Regions from separate parts of the Callithrix jacchus genome. Here region 2 is linked to region 1. A link is a contact called in public Hi-C data. All regions are on one chromosome and are shown on one strand. Each heading gives the region's core, a stretch centred on a gene start, on an enhancer-like site or on the middle of the called end of the contact. The rest is flanking DNA. Distances are from core to core; before and after follow the strand shown.

Region 1 (4,805 bases), core at 1,621-4,120:
AATCCAAGAGCAGAGAGTAACAGCAAGGAGAAGCAGTTAGTGAGAGAAACAGCTGAGGGCTTTTAGCAAGGGAGGAGGAGGATGGTATGGAAGCAGTATCCGGGGGCCAAGAGGACACCTGCCCCCTCTCTAAGCCCAGTGGTCAGAAGAATGAGGGGAAAACATCAGCACAAGAGAGGCTGTAGCGGAGGAAGAGCAGCATCGGCAGGAGGAATCCCCAGGTGAGAGGGCCATTCAGGGAAGAGGCTGCAGATTACAGGGATTTTTCTAAAGAGGGGCTCTGAATCCAAATGCACACTGGAGGGCTCTGGAGATGTTGGGGTCTTGTGATGGGAAGATGGAAACAGAATGAAGGATGTGTGGAGCCCTCTGGGGAGCAGAGAATAAAGAAGTAGGGTGACCTGGGAGCCTGGGCTTCTTGTGGCCATGGACACAGGGATCAAAGGCATGATGCAGTTAGTCCTGGGGGAACCTGTGGCAGGTGGTGGTGATGAAGGGCAGGGAACAGGGGTGCCTGGGACTCAGTCTTGACTCCTGTTGTTGGAGGCAGTGAGGCCTGGGACGCATGGGATTAGTCCCACTCTAAGACCCTTCTCTGAGCCCATCCGCTTCTTCTTAACTCCTGCCATGAAAGGAAAAAGGTAGGAGTTGGGGCTGATAGATGTGATTAAAATGTGGATTCTTAATCACATCTACTAGCTTCAGCTGTCCTATTCTCAGGAGGCTCACTTGTATATAGAGAGAAAACATGTGCCCTTATAACTGTGCTTCAGTGGGCAATTTAGAGCAGACTTCATTTAAAAGGCGGCTCCATGTTCATTACAGAAAATGAAGTCAATGTGCTGTTGACATTATTGCTCGTGACTGCACAGCTGTGCACAAGCTACACCCACCAGGTGAGTCTTACCTCTTTCCTAAGCCCTGATGCCTTGCTTCTCACAGAGTGGTCCACGGACCAGCAGCATTGGCATCACCTGGATGCTTGTTAGAAGGGCATGAACTTGGCAAGACCCAGACCTACTGAATCTGAATCTGTGTTTTAACCAGATCCCCAGGAGATCCTTAGGCATGTTAAGCCCGAGAAGCACTCTGATGAACTTCTTGTTATTAGAAGGAACAAAGCAGGTGCTTCCAAAAAGAAAAAGGTCAATGAAAGAAGCAGCCTGAGGAAAGATTGCATGTTACTCACTAACCTTAACATTTCAAGTTCAATACATTTTTCCCCCAGCCCTGGCAGTGCATTGGATTCATGTGAACTTCATTAAAAATTAAAACAAACAAAGTTCCAACTTGTGTGACTCCAAAAACATCTCAGTGTTTCTTTAGGGAGAAATAGATGAGAACAGACAAGAGTTGATTACACAGAACAAGGACAAAACAACTCTGAACTTTTAACCTGCATGAGTTGTCAGTAGAATCTTAGAATCATAGAATTCAGAGCTTAAAGCAGTGGCTCGACATTGGCTACACATCAGAGTCACCTGGGAAACTTTCAAAAAAGAGCAAAATACCAGTGCTCAGCCCCAATCCCAGGTATTCTGACTGAAGAAAGGTCCTGGCACCAGGTATCTTCCACGTCCATTCTCTTTTTCAAAAGCTCTCTATTTGATTCTCATATGCAGCAAGGACTGAGATTCACTGGTAGAAGTAAGATGCAAGGCACATGTGTGATTGAAAATTATCCAGGAGCCGACGTAAGAAGGTAGAAACAAATGAAATTAATTTCGATAATATATCTGTCTTAACACGATATATCCAGAATAGTATTTGAAATGTAATTAATATAAAAAACTAATAATGAGATTTTTCTCAGTAAGACTTTGAAATCCATGGTGTATTTTACATGTGTAGAAAATCTCAGTTCAGTTTAGCCACATTTCAAGGGTTCAATAGCCACATGTGGCTAATGACTGTCATAGTGGACAGTGTAGTTCCAAGTAGTAACAGTAGTGCTAGTCTATGAAAGATAGGTTTCCACCTCTGGAAAACAAAATGATTGCCCATTTAAAGTAAAAGAGACAGTTCAGAAGATAATGAGATGTAATTCAGTATTTCTTGCTTGCAAACAGCCTCTTAAAAATCACCATGGAAGTTCAATGAAGAGGTAAGATTTAGAAAGTTTGCAAAGTTTCTTCCAAAGAGGGAAATGTCTGGGATTTACATGACAGTGGCAAATCCTTCCATGATGCTATGTTAGGGCACGGAAATGAATACTGTGCTGAGTTTCTCAGCATGCTATGGTGTTGCGAAGGGCTGATCTTCTGATTTTGATCTGGGAAAAGATAGGAACATAGTCATTGGCTACATTTTCTTTTTCCCTCTTGGAATCAACCATTATGAAGAGCGGACATCTTTGGGGATTTTGGTGTCTGCGCAGCTGAATCGGCATTGGAATCAGGAATGTGGGAGGATAACATTCTGTGGCTTGGCATTCCTGTCCCAATTCATCCTCTTCTTAGAAAAGAAGCGTCACTCACCGATATTCTCCCAAACCAGCTGCTGAGTATAATAAAGACCTTCCTCTTAGTATTAACATTAGATTGGATTCTTAGGATCTAATTTTTACCATGGGATTTTCCCCTAAAGAAATTAGAGAAATCTCTTAGCCATTGGCATGTGTTAAACTGTAACCAGGTCATGTAGCTCTTCTGAGCCAGAGGCAAATAAACAAAAAATCTTAGTGACATGTGCTGAGAACTAGGTTAAGCAAATTTCTCAGGATGGATTGCAGAATAGTTTGCTAGTGCTGGCAATAAAGTGTAGAGGCACTTAGGAGGGATGATTTCTCCTTTTGCTTTTTACCAAAATGCTTTTACTTCCCTCATAAGCCACTTTCTTTCTTCTGAAAGCCGACCACGGTTTTATAAAGATAAAACATTTAAAACATAATTGGTCTTTGGTTTATCTAGTTTCTCCATTTTGTATCATTCTTTCACCTTTGCCAGAAATACCTTCTTCCCTCAGAAGGCCCTGGACTGCTTCTCTACTGTCAAAACTCGTCCCAGCAAAGAGTGTGGTGAATGTATACCAAAGAGTAACCTGTTTATACCACAGTGCAAATTACAAAGAACTATAACTCTTCCAGTGCTTTTGTGATAAAGAAATGAAGCACTATCAGAAGAATATCAGACATCCCCTAGGTAGTGAAGATTTTTTTAAAGGTGGGCACAAAATTAGAACTAGTGAAACCTTGAAACAGCACTACATAGGCAAAGAACTGAGTACAGATTGAAATTAGAGCACTCTCGAGGGGTTTGGTATGAACCTGCAATTATGATAGGAGGCCACCAGGGGGCACTTCAGTGCCTTGGTTGTATGGGCAAACGATCAGGTTTACCATCAGAGAATAAGGTAATTTTTACTTCTTTGAAATAGAGTTTAAATAAAATTACCAATTAGGGCTTAAAGATGATTCCTGTAAGCAAGTTCTTAAATAAAAGCCATGGAAAAATGTGCTACCTGCCTCACTATGTGGTTTTGATAATTCAAGGTAGCCTTGCTTATGGTCCTAGATGTAGTAACCATGTTCCTTCTCACTCTGATTTCTTATTTGGGAACCATATTCTTTTATTGAGTCAAAGGAGAACTTTTAAAGGGGATTTTCACAATTTCAGTAGCCCCACAGTATCCTCTCACTCTTTTCCTTTTCCACTGCTACATGGAATGTAAGGAGCTGCTCACTATGTTGAAATGTGGAGATGATTTTGTAAATTTATGAAGAATAGTATCTTAAGCCATATTCTCATTGTTATAAAGAAATAACTTGAGACTGGGTAATTTATAAAGAAAAAAGGTTTAATCGGCTCTTGGTTCTGCAGGCTGTACAGGAAGCATAGTGACATCTGCTTCCAGGGAGGCCCCAAGAAGCTTACAATCACGGTGGAGGGCAAAGTGGGAGAAGGTACAACACAGGGCAAAAGCAGGAGCAAGAGAATGAATGGGGAAGTGCCACACACTTGTAAAGGATCAGCTCTGCCAAGAGCTCACTCATTATCTCAAGGACAGTACCAGGGGAATGGCACTAAACCATTCATGAGAAATACGACCCCATGATCCAGTCACCTCCCTTCAGGCCTCACCTCCAACACTGAGGATTACATTTCAATGTGAGATTTGGGCAAGGACCACATCCAAGCTATAACAAGTAGTTACTTTTAAAAAAATGAAGTAATCTTAGCTGATAATCTGCAAGATATTATACGGGCTTTCCAGGTCAGATTACTCTGAGGTTCTCGTAAGAGAAGTCTGACATATATAAAATAAAATGTGTGAGGTTTAATCCGTCTGAAACTCTACAGTGCTCCCCTTTGCTTAAAGATTAGGTATAGATTATTCTGTCTAATATGAACGAGTGTAGGACTCACAGAGTGGATTAAGTTAATGCTGAGTGGTAAGGTAAAGACATGTACATAAATCTTAGTGTTTGACTCAGGAGATTGCATTTGATTTGGCAGCCAGTAGGAAACCATTGAAAGTTTTTGCGTTAAGAGGGGTGGAATTCATGGAGTACTGCTTTAGTGTCAGGGGAAATAGAAAGGAGGGAAAAAACTCAAAAGCTTGGTGGAAGTGGAATCCCTGAAACTAGGTAGCAGATCAAATATAGAGACTAAAGAAGAAAGAGGAGTTAAGACGACTCCAATGATGATGAGTAGGAGGATGCTAGCATCCTGAAAGAAGAGGGAGGCCAAAAGCTGGAGAGAAATATCCTAAACTTGACCTTCAATATGCAGAGTTGAGAATCAGGTAAAAATATGTATGGGAAGTGCTTTGAAAAGGCACCAGACCGTTGTCATGTAATAACAGCA
Region 2 (4,771 bases), core at 2,262-4,761, 380 kb after region 1:
CTCTTCTGTGATCTTCGAGAAATCTCCAGGATTCAGTTGAGTTCCTCATCCAAGTAACAGATGAATTATGTTCATGTTGTAATGCATTTGGTGGAGTTTACAAAACCCGTGTCTGTTAAAACTATGTAAAATGTCTTAGAAAACATTGGTGCTTGGTGATGCTTTGTTTAATTATCAAGAAAAAATCATGGCAATGCTAGTTTCTGCTTTACCAAAATATTCTATGTATATATTATATATATATAAATACATGGGATTGTGTATGTTTATATGTGTTTAAAGCTTACTATGTCTTCATTTTGGCTTCCATGACTATCTTTTATACGTGGAATTACTTAAGATTGAGAATATGTCACTGAATGAATGATACCTGCAGACAATCAGTTGATATACATAAGAGTTAAGAATGACTGTTTCCTCATGTGCCTTTGGCCATGATTCTCAACACTGATTGTATAACAGAATGTGGCGTGGGGAGCTTTTAAAAAATAATGACTGAGTCTCCCACCAGTCTGATTATATCATTCTCTTGTGGTGGGACCCAGGTAGAATTGCCTTTTTTTTGAAAGTTCTCCAGATGGAGCTAATATGCAACAGAGTTGAAAACCACTGATCCCAGGGGTGTCTTTTGTTAATTTTGAAGTAAAGGTGTACAGAAGATGTAGTGTATGAGAAAGGGCCATTTTTAAGACAGTTACCTGCTGTGCTGCTGTAACAATACATAATGAAACCAAGTCAGGGGAGTGAATTTATCAATCTTTTGATGTACAGTAAAAACATTGCTCATACTTCAGGAGAGAACTTCATAGCACAATGTCTTTCTATAAGATATTTTTAATGATTTAGTATTTTACAACATTTGTTTACCATATTTTGATATACCATTTTTTTCTATCTGCCAGGTTTTATTAAAAGAAACTATATATTATTTTCTAAAGAAACAATCATATTTTTATACAAAGTTATGTTTTCAGGTAACCAAGTAGATTTAGGGTACAGCGGAACAAGCAGTGTTACCCGTGGCTGGGAGTCAGTATTACACAACAAATGGTGAGCGGGAGCATGCACGCCTGTGCTGCCTGCCCCTCCTGTGCTGGGTCTCAGATGTGTATGCAAAAATGCCTTGTCACATTAGGTTCACCTGACACTTTAAAAGGAAAAAAGTTGTGTTGAGTTCTGCGGTCACAAAACTATTTTGCTTTTATCAAATGCTTTAATAGAACCAAAGTTGCAGATACTGAAATGTATGGAAGTATCTCAGTCTGCATAAAAGGATCAAAGTATGAAAGGATCATTTAATGACTGTTTTACTTAAAAGTCATTAAGTAATCCACCATTTCTTATGGATGATGTTTAAGCCTGATGAGGTTGTACTCTAAGGAGCCCAGATCATAATGCAGTGCATTTCCTTAGCCCTTAGAGTTTCTTGCAAACCTTAAAAAAAAAAAAAAAAAAAAAAGACATATTTAAGAAGGAAAGATAAAAGGAAAAACATATTTAATTACTATAAACAGGTACTGCTTTATGCTTTATTTTCTCTCTACTTCAACCAAAATCAGATCTGTAAGGTTTTGCTGGCATTGTTGGTGGTTTTGCACATGCTCTTTCTAATTGGATTTATAAATAGTCCTGTTGGTTTTCAAAAATGAAACATGCTAAGAACACTTTTGCTTTTTGATCCACTGTTTGCAGCAGAATTATATATATGTATATGAAAAATCCACTTTGAATAATCCATATTTTGTATTTGGAAATTGTTTTTAAAAATAAAAAGGAAAAGAAAAATATAAAGCTGTTATTTATTCTGCATTTCTGACATATTATTGCTAGTCAGTATACCCATTTGGTATATATTGCCTCTGCAAACCTACATTTGTATTTGTAACAGTGAGCTTTATATCTACATAAACTGTAAATAATCCTTTCTGTGAAAGGATCATCATATCAAGATGATACCAAAAGTATGTAAAAAAAAAAAAAAGCTGCATTATTTTGTAATTATTTCTTATAGATGTTTCATGGTAAGACTAGTACTCAATAAAGTTACTTTTTTGCCTTTAAATTGCCTTTTTGATTGTTAGAGCTCTCAATTAATTGAGACGCATTAAGGAGCAACAGTGTGTTCTTCATGTTCTTTGCTGTAATGAGCACAGTAAAGGACAACAAGGTTCCATGTGAGAGAATTCCAGGCAAAACAGTCTTGGTGGCGATGATGGTAATAGCTGATGCTGAGTACTACCATGTGCCAGACCCAGTTGCACGTGTATTCAGATTGCATGTGTTAAGTCATTTAATCCTCATATCCCATAAGGCAGGTACTGTTACTATTCTTAGTTACAGGTGAATGAATCAAGCTTCCAGGAGGTTGTGGTAGTCAGTAACTATTCAATCCAAATTATGCAACTGAAAAAAACTCTTCTTTAAAAAGAAATATTTTCATTAACTACTTTAACTTACACCCTGGAAACCATCATCATTGGACTGTTAATTTAATTATAAAATAAACAAATGGTTGCATTTAAAAGCATGTATTCACAAGACTGAACATGAGGGCAGCATGGCATTAAGAAGAGAGCCCAGAGCTGAGAGTCAGTCAACAGGATTCTGAAAAGCTCCAGATCTTTTTCCGAAGGGAAATCCATTGCCTTCTCTTTGCTCCACTTTTCTTGGCCATAAAATGGAGATAATAATTCAAGGGACTGTTTGGAGAATTAAATAAGTTAATGGTTTGGTATGCCCCTGATGACTAGGTGGGAAAAAGGAGGGCTGTCAGATCTAACATTTAACTTTTGTGAAATAGACCATTTGGATTTATACAGTCTAAAACAAATGTTTTCCAGCTGAGTGTTACTCGTGAATTTTGCAGAGTATCTGGTAAATGCTGATTTGAGTCCAGGAAAGAAAATACTTGGTACCTACTATATGTCTAATATTCTAATCCTCAAAACCCTTCAAGGAGTTGTCACCCTCATTTCACAGCTGAGGAAACAGTTAAACTTGCCCAAGATTCTATAGCTAGTGACTGGTAGAGCAGAGTTTTAAACCCAAACTTTTCTCCAAAAGCCTTTCTTTCTTTCTTTTTTTTAAACTATATACACCTTGTTACCTACAGCCCTTAAAGATCAGAACATAACAGGGAAGACAGACTCAAATTTTGATAATGTAATAAATGAAATTTATTTGCTAACTTGGTAATTTTTTTTTTTTTAGCATCTACTGTGTGCCAGACATTTACAAAGCATATATATGCTCTCTATACTGAGAGGCAGTAAAGACCTGAAAGGTGAGAAAGGGGAAGCAGGAAGATCAGAGGTTTTACTGGAAAGACGACTTGCAACTTGCCACCTGCGTGGGGACTTCTGGCAGGATGGAGTAAGGCACAAACTATCCAAGCAAAAGCTTAGAAGGTGAAGATAACAGTGGCCAGTCAAGTACCTGCAAGAACCCCAAGGGGTTTTTTGGCTTGAGTAATCATGCTGCAATCTAGCCATGAAAGCCTTGGACACCCAAATGAGGACACTGAGTTTTTTTCTGGACAGCAGGGAGCCACTGAAGGGAGCTATAAAAGGAAGAGACATGTGTTTGGGGCTTGAGAGAAATAATGGGAGCAATGCTGACAGAAGGTTGGGAGGCAGTTGGAAGATGATGAGGGTCTGAACTGAGGGATTGGTAGCAGAGAGAAAAGGAAAAGATTCAGAAGCAGAACCAAAGGAATGTGTTAAAAACAAAAGGTCATTTCCTAATGCTACCAGAGAAATAGGCAATCTTCCCTTACTTGGCAAAGTCCTTGGGAAGACTAGAGTGAAGTACTGCTTTATAATATGAATTAAAGTCCACTCTTGATAAATGTGTTGAACGTTAAAAATTGGCACAATGGCCACAGTTAATCTACAGCAGTGGTTCTCAACCCTGGCTGCACATTAGAATGACCTAGAATGCCTGGGTCCCAGCCCCAATTTTCTGATATATTTGGTCTTCGGGTGGTTCTGTAAGTGATGCTAATGTGTATCAGGGTTGCAACCCTGGCTCTATAGCTCTATACCTCATGTTAGCATGGCTCTATAACATGAGTTTGAGCCATAGAGATCAGCCAGGCTATCTACCCTGAATTAGCATGATCTACAGTTAGGATGGCTTAGGTCTCCAGAGTGTCCAGGTATATGGCATTTTGTCAGAATGACATTGTTTTCTTTTGCCAATAAGGCTGTCAGAGAGTGGAGTAATGTTTGAGTGAGCCAGTCAACTCACCCTTTCACAAAGTCTGAATACCCCCACATTCTAGAGATCAGGGTGTTACATATGACTTTGGCTAAGTATGAGGGTGGGATAATGTGAGTGCAGTAAAATATTTCAAAATCTCCTCCCTATCATTCTTGTATTTGCCTTGTCATTTCTCTAGTGCTTTATACAAGTTGATCCCCACACAGAGGTATAATGAAAATAAGTAAGCTAAATTCCACCCAGCTCTTTGATTTCTAAGACTTGTATTTTGAGTTATTGGAGAAGCCTGACCTCTGAAAAGTCCTGCTTAGATGCTATGAGCCATTGTAGGTGATAAAGTTATATTTTCTCAAGAGATTAATTGAAGGTCTATGAACATGGCACAGCTATAATTAACCAACTCATTACTTAGGATGGGTGTTTACCCATCTACTGTCAACTCTAGTCAGCTGAGGGCTCCTCAATTTATTACTGTCATTACTGTGAGATGGATTTCATAAGAACATATAGTTCCCAATTTAGGAAGGAAGACTCATTTCCAACTTTGCTT

Evidence for each region. Hi-C and Micro-C count contacts between places; a contact is called where the count stands out from the background.
Region 2: a contact with region 1 is called in a Hi-C map of induced pluripotent stem cells, with 2.9 times the contacts expected there. The contact joins two enhancer-like sites. A contact is called at or near these places in 2 of 3 Hi-C or Micro-C datasets (induced pluripotent stem cells and skeletal muscle).

Annotation. Positions count from the first base shown.
Region 1 is chr8:85,954,496-85,959,300 of calJac240_pri, forward strand. No RefSeq gene overlaps it. Among named protein-coding and RNA genes, the nearest start is that of TMX1, 130 kb to the left of the region's middle. Within about 2 kb of position 2,871, at least 2 of the 16 cell types and tissues checked have an H3K27ac peak or open chromatin away from gene starts, as enhancers often do.
Region 2 is chr8:86,335,405-86,340,175 of calJac240_pri, forward strand. It overlaps FRMD6 (FERM domain containing 6), which reads left to right. Exons shown (of 13, transcript XM_035260514.3): 13 at 1-2,062. Among named protein-coding and RNA genes, the nearest start is that of FRMD6, 44 kb to the left of the region's middle. Within about 2 kb of position 3,512, at least 2 of the 16 cell types and tissues checked have an H3K27ac peak or open chromatin away from gene starts, as enhancers often do.